Regions from separate parts of the Mus musculus genome. Here region 1 is linked to region 2. A link is a contact called in public Hi-C data. All regions are on one chromosome and are shown on one strand. The core of a region is the stretch at or near the end of the contact, and the rest is flanking DNA. Distances in the headings are between cores, read along the strand shown. Region 1 holds the start of Galnt10 (polypeptide N-acetylgalactosaminyltransferase 10). Region 2 has its middle 43 kb from the start of Gm51895.

Region 1 (3,008 bases), core at 4-2,503, 45 kb before region 2:
AGACATTTGGAGAGTCCTCCACCAGAGCTGCTAGACTCATGTCAAAGGTGGCAAGTTCAATGGGGCCTGGGCTCAGTATTCTCGAGAGAGGCACAGAATTTGACTAGGATAAAGACTGGGTGATGTGGGAGGTGGGGAGAGAGATGGATCACTTGTTTAGAAGCAGTGGCTGGTCTTCCAGGTTAGATTCCCAGCAACCACACTGTGATTCAGAGCCATCTGTAACCCCAGTTTTGGGGGAGCCTGTGCCCTCTTCTGACCTCAATGAGCACCATGCACCTGTGTGGTGCAGACAGACATACATGTAGGTAAGGTACACATACACAGGAAGGAAGGAAGGAAGGAAGGAGGGAAAAGGGGAGGGAAGGAGAAGAAGAGAAGAGAAGAGAAGAGAAGAGAAGAGAAGAGAAGAGAAGAGAAGAGAAGAGAAGAGAAGAGAAGAGAAGAGAAGAGAAGAGAAGAGAAGAGAAGAGAAGAGAAGAGAAGAGAAGAGAGAAGAGAAAGCTCGCTCCAGATGGGAGACCTACGAGTGCCTGTGCAGACAGCAAACCAGGAAGGATCTGGTCTGACTTGAAACATTAGAATCAGCAGGCGAGAGTGGAGGCTAGGGGCAGAGACTATCTGAAGAACACCGACAAGAAGGACCAGAATCTCCACTCTTACCTCAGAACAAACAATCCAGGGTGGCACGAAGATGCAGGTAGGATCCTCCGAAAAAGAGAGAGCTGAAGAGGCCGGGAATTATAGACGGCAATAAGAGGAAAGGGGTAAACTAAGGAAAGGGCCTGGGGTTGAACACTGTTTTAGGCTGGAGCAAGAGCCTGGATAAATCTTTGACCTTCCCTAAGCCTCGATGTTGCCATCCCCAAAATGGGATGCCTCAGAGCAGACACGAAGGATAGGTAGAACAAGGAACTGCAGGGTGGGAGCGAAGTGGGAGAAAGAGTACTCCCAACTCTCGGCCGCAGACTACTCACCTGAACCGCCGCGGGGGCCACCGCCGCCCCCAATCCCCCAGGGCTGCCGTCGGGCTGCCGCTCGCGGTACAGAGCCCAAAGCCCCACGTTGGGCAGCAGGACCAGGGCCGCCAGAGCCAGAGCCACCGCCTGCAAGAGCCGCTTCTCTTTGCGCCTCATCGGGGCCGGTCCGCCCCGCCGCGCCCGCCCCCGGCTTTGCGCGTCCGCCCGTCCACCCGGCGGCGGCAGCAGTTCGGCCAGCAGTAGCGGCCGCGACGCCGGCCCCGCTCCAACTCCGCGGCACTTCCGCTGCTCGCCGGCGGGGGAGCCGGGCGCCTCCACCGTGTCACCGCCGTGGGGGTGCGCTCCAACCCCATCATCCCTCGGCATCTCATTCCACGTCCTGCACCTCGCCTTCCGCCAACAGATGCACGGTTGAGTCCTATTCGCCTCCATCCTTCAATTCTTCATCTACTCATAGAGCATCTCCGTCCTCCAGGATGCAAGAGGGCCCCGGCTCCTGATTGCTACACCCCCCGTGGGCTCCAATGGTGCGTCCTGCTTCTCCACTGCTCCCCGCCCGCTGCAGCTTTGCCAAAGTCCCGGAGTTAGGGAGTTGGGCGCTCGCAGGGGCCGCGGAGCACGCGATCGGGAACACCCCGGGGAATTCGCGTGGCTCTCTGCAAGTTCTCAGCCAGCGAGAGCCCCGGGACTGTGCGGACATGCTACAACCGACTGCGCTGGGATGCTGCAGTCCACTCTTTTCCCGGTTCTGCCCCGGGACGTGCCAACCAGACCTGCCTTTGACCTGGGGACTCCCCACAACCTGTATGCAGAGGGCACCTTGCGCATCGCTCAGTGGGCGGCTGGGTTTCCATCCCCCTCTCCAACCTGTGGAGTGCTGGATGTTCCGTCACTAGTCTGGGTTCTTTGCAAAACCATCGAGGAGATGACCGGAGCCTCTTTGCGAGAGCTATTCTTACGCACATGCAAGCCAGTGGACTTGGACTTGGACTGCTTCTGGACACAGTGCCCCAGAGCACGTTCCCGAAACCTCGTGTCCTTTCCTCTTTCGAATTCAAACCACCAGCGAGCGCCCACAGTGGGTCCGATACTGGGCCAGGAGTGAGGAGCAAGGAAAAGCAGAACTCTCACTGGAGCCTGGGCGGAGGGGTGGGGTGGGGTGGGGTGCGCAGAACTGAAAGCTCGGCTGTGCATAGCAGAACTAGGGAGCCTTGACTTGTCCAAAAATATCTGGCTTCTGAGCTGCTGACTTGGGCTCACATGAAGCCTGTGGGAGCCTCCTCTGCTGCGCGCCTGTCTTTTAACAGCTTGCTCCTGGATGCCCAATGGCAGCCCCCTCCTCCCCCTCCTCTCTTGCTTCCTCTTTACTAGCCTTCCTGCCAGCGCGCGCATTGACTCTATCCTCTGCTTCTGCAGCGAAGCCACTGAGCCCTGTGGCTACCACTATCCCGGGACTAGTGCCCTAAATTCTAACCTTGCAGGTCTAACACCAGACTGAGCAGTGATTTTTTTTTTTAAATCTCATCTTAGGTCACTCACATCATTGCAGTTAAAGTCACAGTCCCTGGGTTGTATTTCCCTAAGGTCAAATATTTCCTTCCCCCTCTGCCTGGCCTTTCTTTCTTTGGTTCTGCTGCTAGCTTTGTATGTTCCCCCAAGTGGTGTTGACCATACAAATTCTTGCACCTAAAAAACAAACAAACAAACAAAACCCCCAAACCTCTTTGTCTATGTCAGGGTACACCTCTATGTCTAAGGAAATCACCACCTCTTCCTTCAAGTCTCCCCAAACCCATCCCCCTTGCTGTTCATCAGAACATGGCGGGCACTCCCACATCGGGACCTTTGTCTTATCACCCATACCTAGATGCACCCTCTGACCATCCTTCTGTTTATAAATCTGACCCTTACATCTTTAAAAAATAATAATCTTATAGGAACTGAGAGATACCTCCATGGTTAAAAGTACTTGCTGCTCTTCCTTCCAGAGAACATGGGTTCAGTTCCCCAGACCCATATTTGTCTCCT
Region 2 (3,021 bases), core at 408-2,907:
ACTATGACAACTGCCTCGTCTGCCTCTACCTGAGACTTCCCTACCATGATGGATAGTGTTCTCTTCATCTGTGAGCCAGAGTATGCCCCTCCTCCCTTAACTACTTGCTGGGTACTTAGCCAGAGCAATGGGAAAGAAACTAAGACACGTGGCTTCCTCTGCTTCCTCTGCTTGGCTGCTGGTGAGGACTCCTCCTGACACCTCAGATTTGGCAAAGAAGACTGCTGAATGACTATATTTAGAACAGGCCAGACACTCTCAGGGGAACTAACCTGGGTCCCTAGGGAACTACATTAATCCCTTCTGAAGGCAATGCCTTCCAATGACCTAACTACTTCCACTAAGTCCCACCTCTTAAGGCTCCATCCTCTCATCACTGTTAGGGAACTCATCTGCACTGCATGGCCCTCTGGGAGACACACCCAATCCCATTCAAACCATGACAATGACCTTTCTTACTGTTATCCATTCATAAAATTAATGCTTGTTGATTGCCTCCTTGTAACAGGTTGGGTTCTAGGTGCTGAGCCTTATCAGTGAGCAAACAGACGAGTTCCCTGCCCTTGTGGCATTTCAGGCTTGCTTCTTTCAGACTCACAGGCCTGTGAGGAGGGCCTGATGCTTGCCTGTATGGATTTTGCTGGACTCTGGGGAGCCAAGTAGCATACTAAGATGTGAAGCTAGTGAGCAGCAGAGACAGGATTTGAACCGAAGTCTGTGAGGCATCTCAGAGCCTCCTTCCACGGCCTCCTCCTGTCTCTAACAGGCAACACGGTTGCATGCATGGCTAGCTCATCCACATTGTCAATGTCAGCTTCCGTGTGTGGTGCAGGCTCTATTTTAAGGGATTAATTTTAATTAAAGTTTTGAGACAATGTCCCATTATGTATCTCAGGGTGGCCTTGGAGCCTCCTGCAAGCTGGGATAACAATCATGCAACTCTAAGAGTGGACTTGCATTTGGAGTTTGTCTGACTAAGCCTTGGGGTGGGAGTCTCACTAGAGAAGGCTGGAGAGATGGAAGGAAAGGATAAGAGACAGACTGGAGGTAGTTTAACTGGAATCTGGGAGAGTGTACACCATGAGTCCCTGTAGGAAGGAATGGTAAGTGTGTGCATTGACGGTAGTCACAAATATTTACTGAATTAGTAAGATACTTGTACTGGGCAGAGTCACAGCTGAGATATTGGATCCCTGTGCTCCTGGACGTTGTGACTGTGTGTGTGTGTGTGTGTGTGTGTGTGTGTGTGTACGTACATCTGCCTGTGTATTGAAGGATAAGATAAGAGCCATCAGTGACCAGGGCTTTATTTTGCTCTCATCTCCCTCTTCCCAGCCTTGCCTCTTGATGCCATTCCAGCTTTCTGCCCACTAGGAAGGCTGGCCCACACAGGCTCTTGGAAGCCCCCCTTGGCTTAGGGAGCCCCAGACACTGCAGTGGAGACTGGACCCAGAGCTCAGTGCTTGGCTTAGACTCTCTTTATCCCCGTGCTCTGGGCCTGCAATCAATGTTAATCCAATCTTCTGGGACCAAATGAAGCAGCCTTTATGCAAAGGGTCTGGGCTGGCTTTTCTGATTTCCAAATGACCTACATAATCTGTCTCACCCCAGCCTGCCTGGGAGTGCATTACTGCAGGCACAGCCCCAGCAAGCGCTTGCCCTGCTGAGTGCTGGCTAGGGTTTCTTCTGATCTTGCCAAACAGAAAGGAGAAGCCTGGCCAAGGGCTCCCCGGGGGGCCTTATTCTCAATTCAGACTTAAATTAGCTCCCTATGGGGCCACCCCCAGCCTCACTTTCTCATTTTGGGTCTGGATGAGGTTGAGCCAAACCATGTCTAAGTTCTTCCCAGTGGAGTATGGTGCAAACGCCTGTATTTCAGTACTTGGGGGGAGGGGGGGGGTGGCAAGACCGGCAGAAGCCAAGCTCAGCTACATAGTAAATTGGAGACCTACCTACCATACATGAAACACTGCCTCACAAGCAAACAAACAAGAAACTTTACAGAAAATCAACAGCCCAATAAAACAATAAAATAAATGAGTAAAGCTTCAAACTCAAACAAACAAACAAACCCACAAAAGTAAAAGAAAGATTCCCCTCCCCCTGCCTGGCGTTTCTGAATCACTCAACAGTAATAGTCCATTCAGCTTAGTCTCCCAGCCTGAAAATGTCTTCAGGCACTGATTGCCGTGGGTCTGGACGTTTAACAAGAGTGGAACGGCACAGGGCCTCTGTGAGTGTGCCCTTGAACAATCCCAGGTTGGTGTCTGATGTGTTAAAATAGCGGCTCGAGTCTAAACGCAGCACACCAGGCTAAAACAGTTCCATGTGTAAGAGGTTTATTGGGAGAGAGAGGGACAAAGTGGCGGCAGAAAGAGAAGGGGGAAAGAGAGAGAGAGAAAGAGGGAGGGAGAGGGAGGGGGAGGGAGAGAGGGAGAGAGGGAGAGAGAGAGAGAGAGAGATGGGGGCCTTTTCTTTATATATGTGGGTAATGACATTAACACAGGTAAAGGTGGGAGATGAGCCAGGTGGATTCTGGGAATATGGTGGCTGTTGCCTTGGCAACAGGTCTGCGGGTCTCGCCTATATGATGTCACAGGTTTCAGAGGTCCTGATGCCAACAGTATCTACTGTATGATACCTCATATGCTTAAAGGCCACAAATGTAAGGGTGAATGCACACATGTGGACTATTCGAATATCTCTGGCCAGATAAACTAGTGTGTGCAAACACACCTGGTGTTTTAGTAATGCGAGCTCTAGGGATTGAATTCAGGTTCCAGGTTTGCAGGGCAAGCACTCCCCTAACTGAGCTATCTCTCCTCAAGCCTGATGTGATAGAAGCCACAAGGAGCCTCCTTGCTGCACAGAATCGCATAGTTTAGCAAGGCGTGTCCCTACACTCTGCAGGACTGGAAAGAGGATTCTTTCATTCCTCTGGAACAAAGCTAGTTTCCCGCTGGAGCGGCTCTCACTAGGGATCCTGTCTGGAGGATGTAACTCAGCATGAGAAGATCTTTG

What was found. A called contact is a pair of places that touch in the nucleus more often than the background predicts.
Region 1: a contact with region 2 is called in a Hi-C map of cerebral cortex, with 1.6 times the contacts expected there. The contact joins the promoter of Galnt10 here to the enhancer-like site in region 2. A contact is called at or near these places in 1 of 39 promoter capture datasets (macrophages), 4 of 484 Hi-C or Micro-C datasets (cerebral cortex, nephron progenitors and stem cell-derived neurons) and 1 of 115 datasets of contacts at active chromatin or transcription factors (embryonic stem cells).

The regions. Positions count from the first base shown.
Region 1 is chr11:57,643,687-57,646,694 of GRCm38.p6, reverse strand. It overlaps Galnt10 (polypeptide N-acetylgalactosaminyltransferase 10), which reads right to left and starts at 1,253. Exons shown (of 12, transcript NM_134189.2): 1 at 978-1,253. The coding sequence starts at 1,136. The region is part of intron 2 of 4933424L21Rik (RIKEN cDNA 4933424L21 gene); the gene reads left to right.
Region 2 is chr11:57,599,482-57,602,502 of GRCm38.p6, reverse strand. No RefSeq gene overlaps it. Among named protein-coding and RNA genes, the nearest start is that of Gm51895, 43 kb to the right of the region's middle. Within about 2 kb of position 1,657, at least 59 of the 459 cell types and tissues checked have an H3K27ac peak or open chromatin away from gene starts, as enhancers often do. A contact at or near this core is called in cerebral cortex and stem cell-derived neurons, where this site is marked.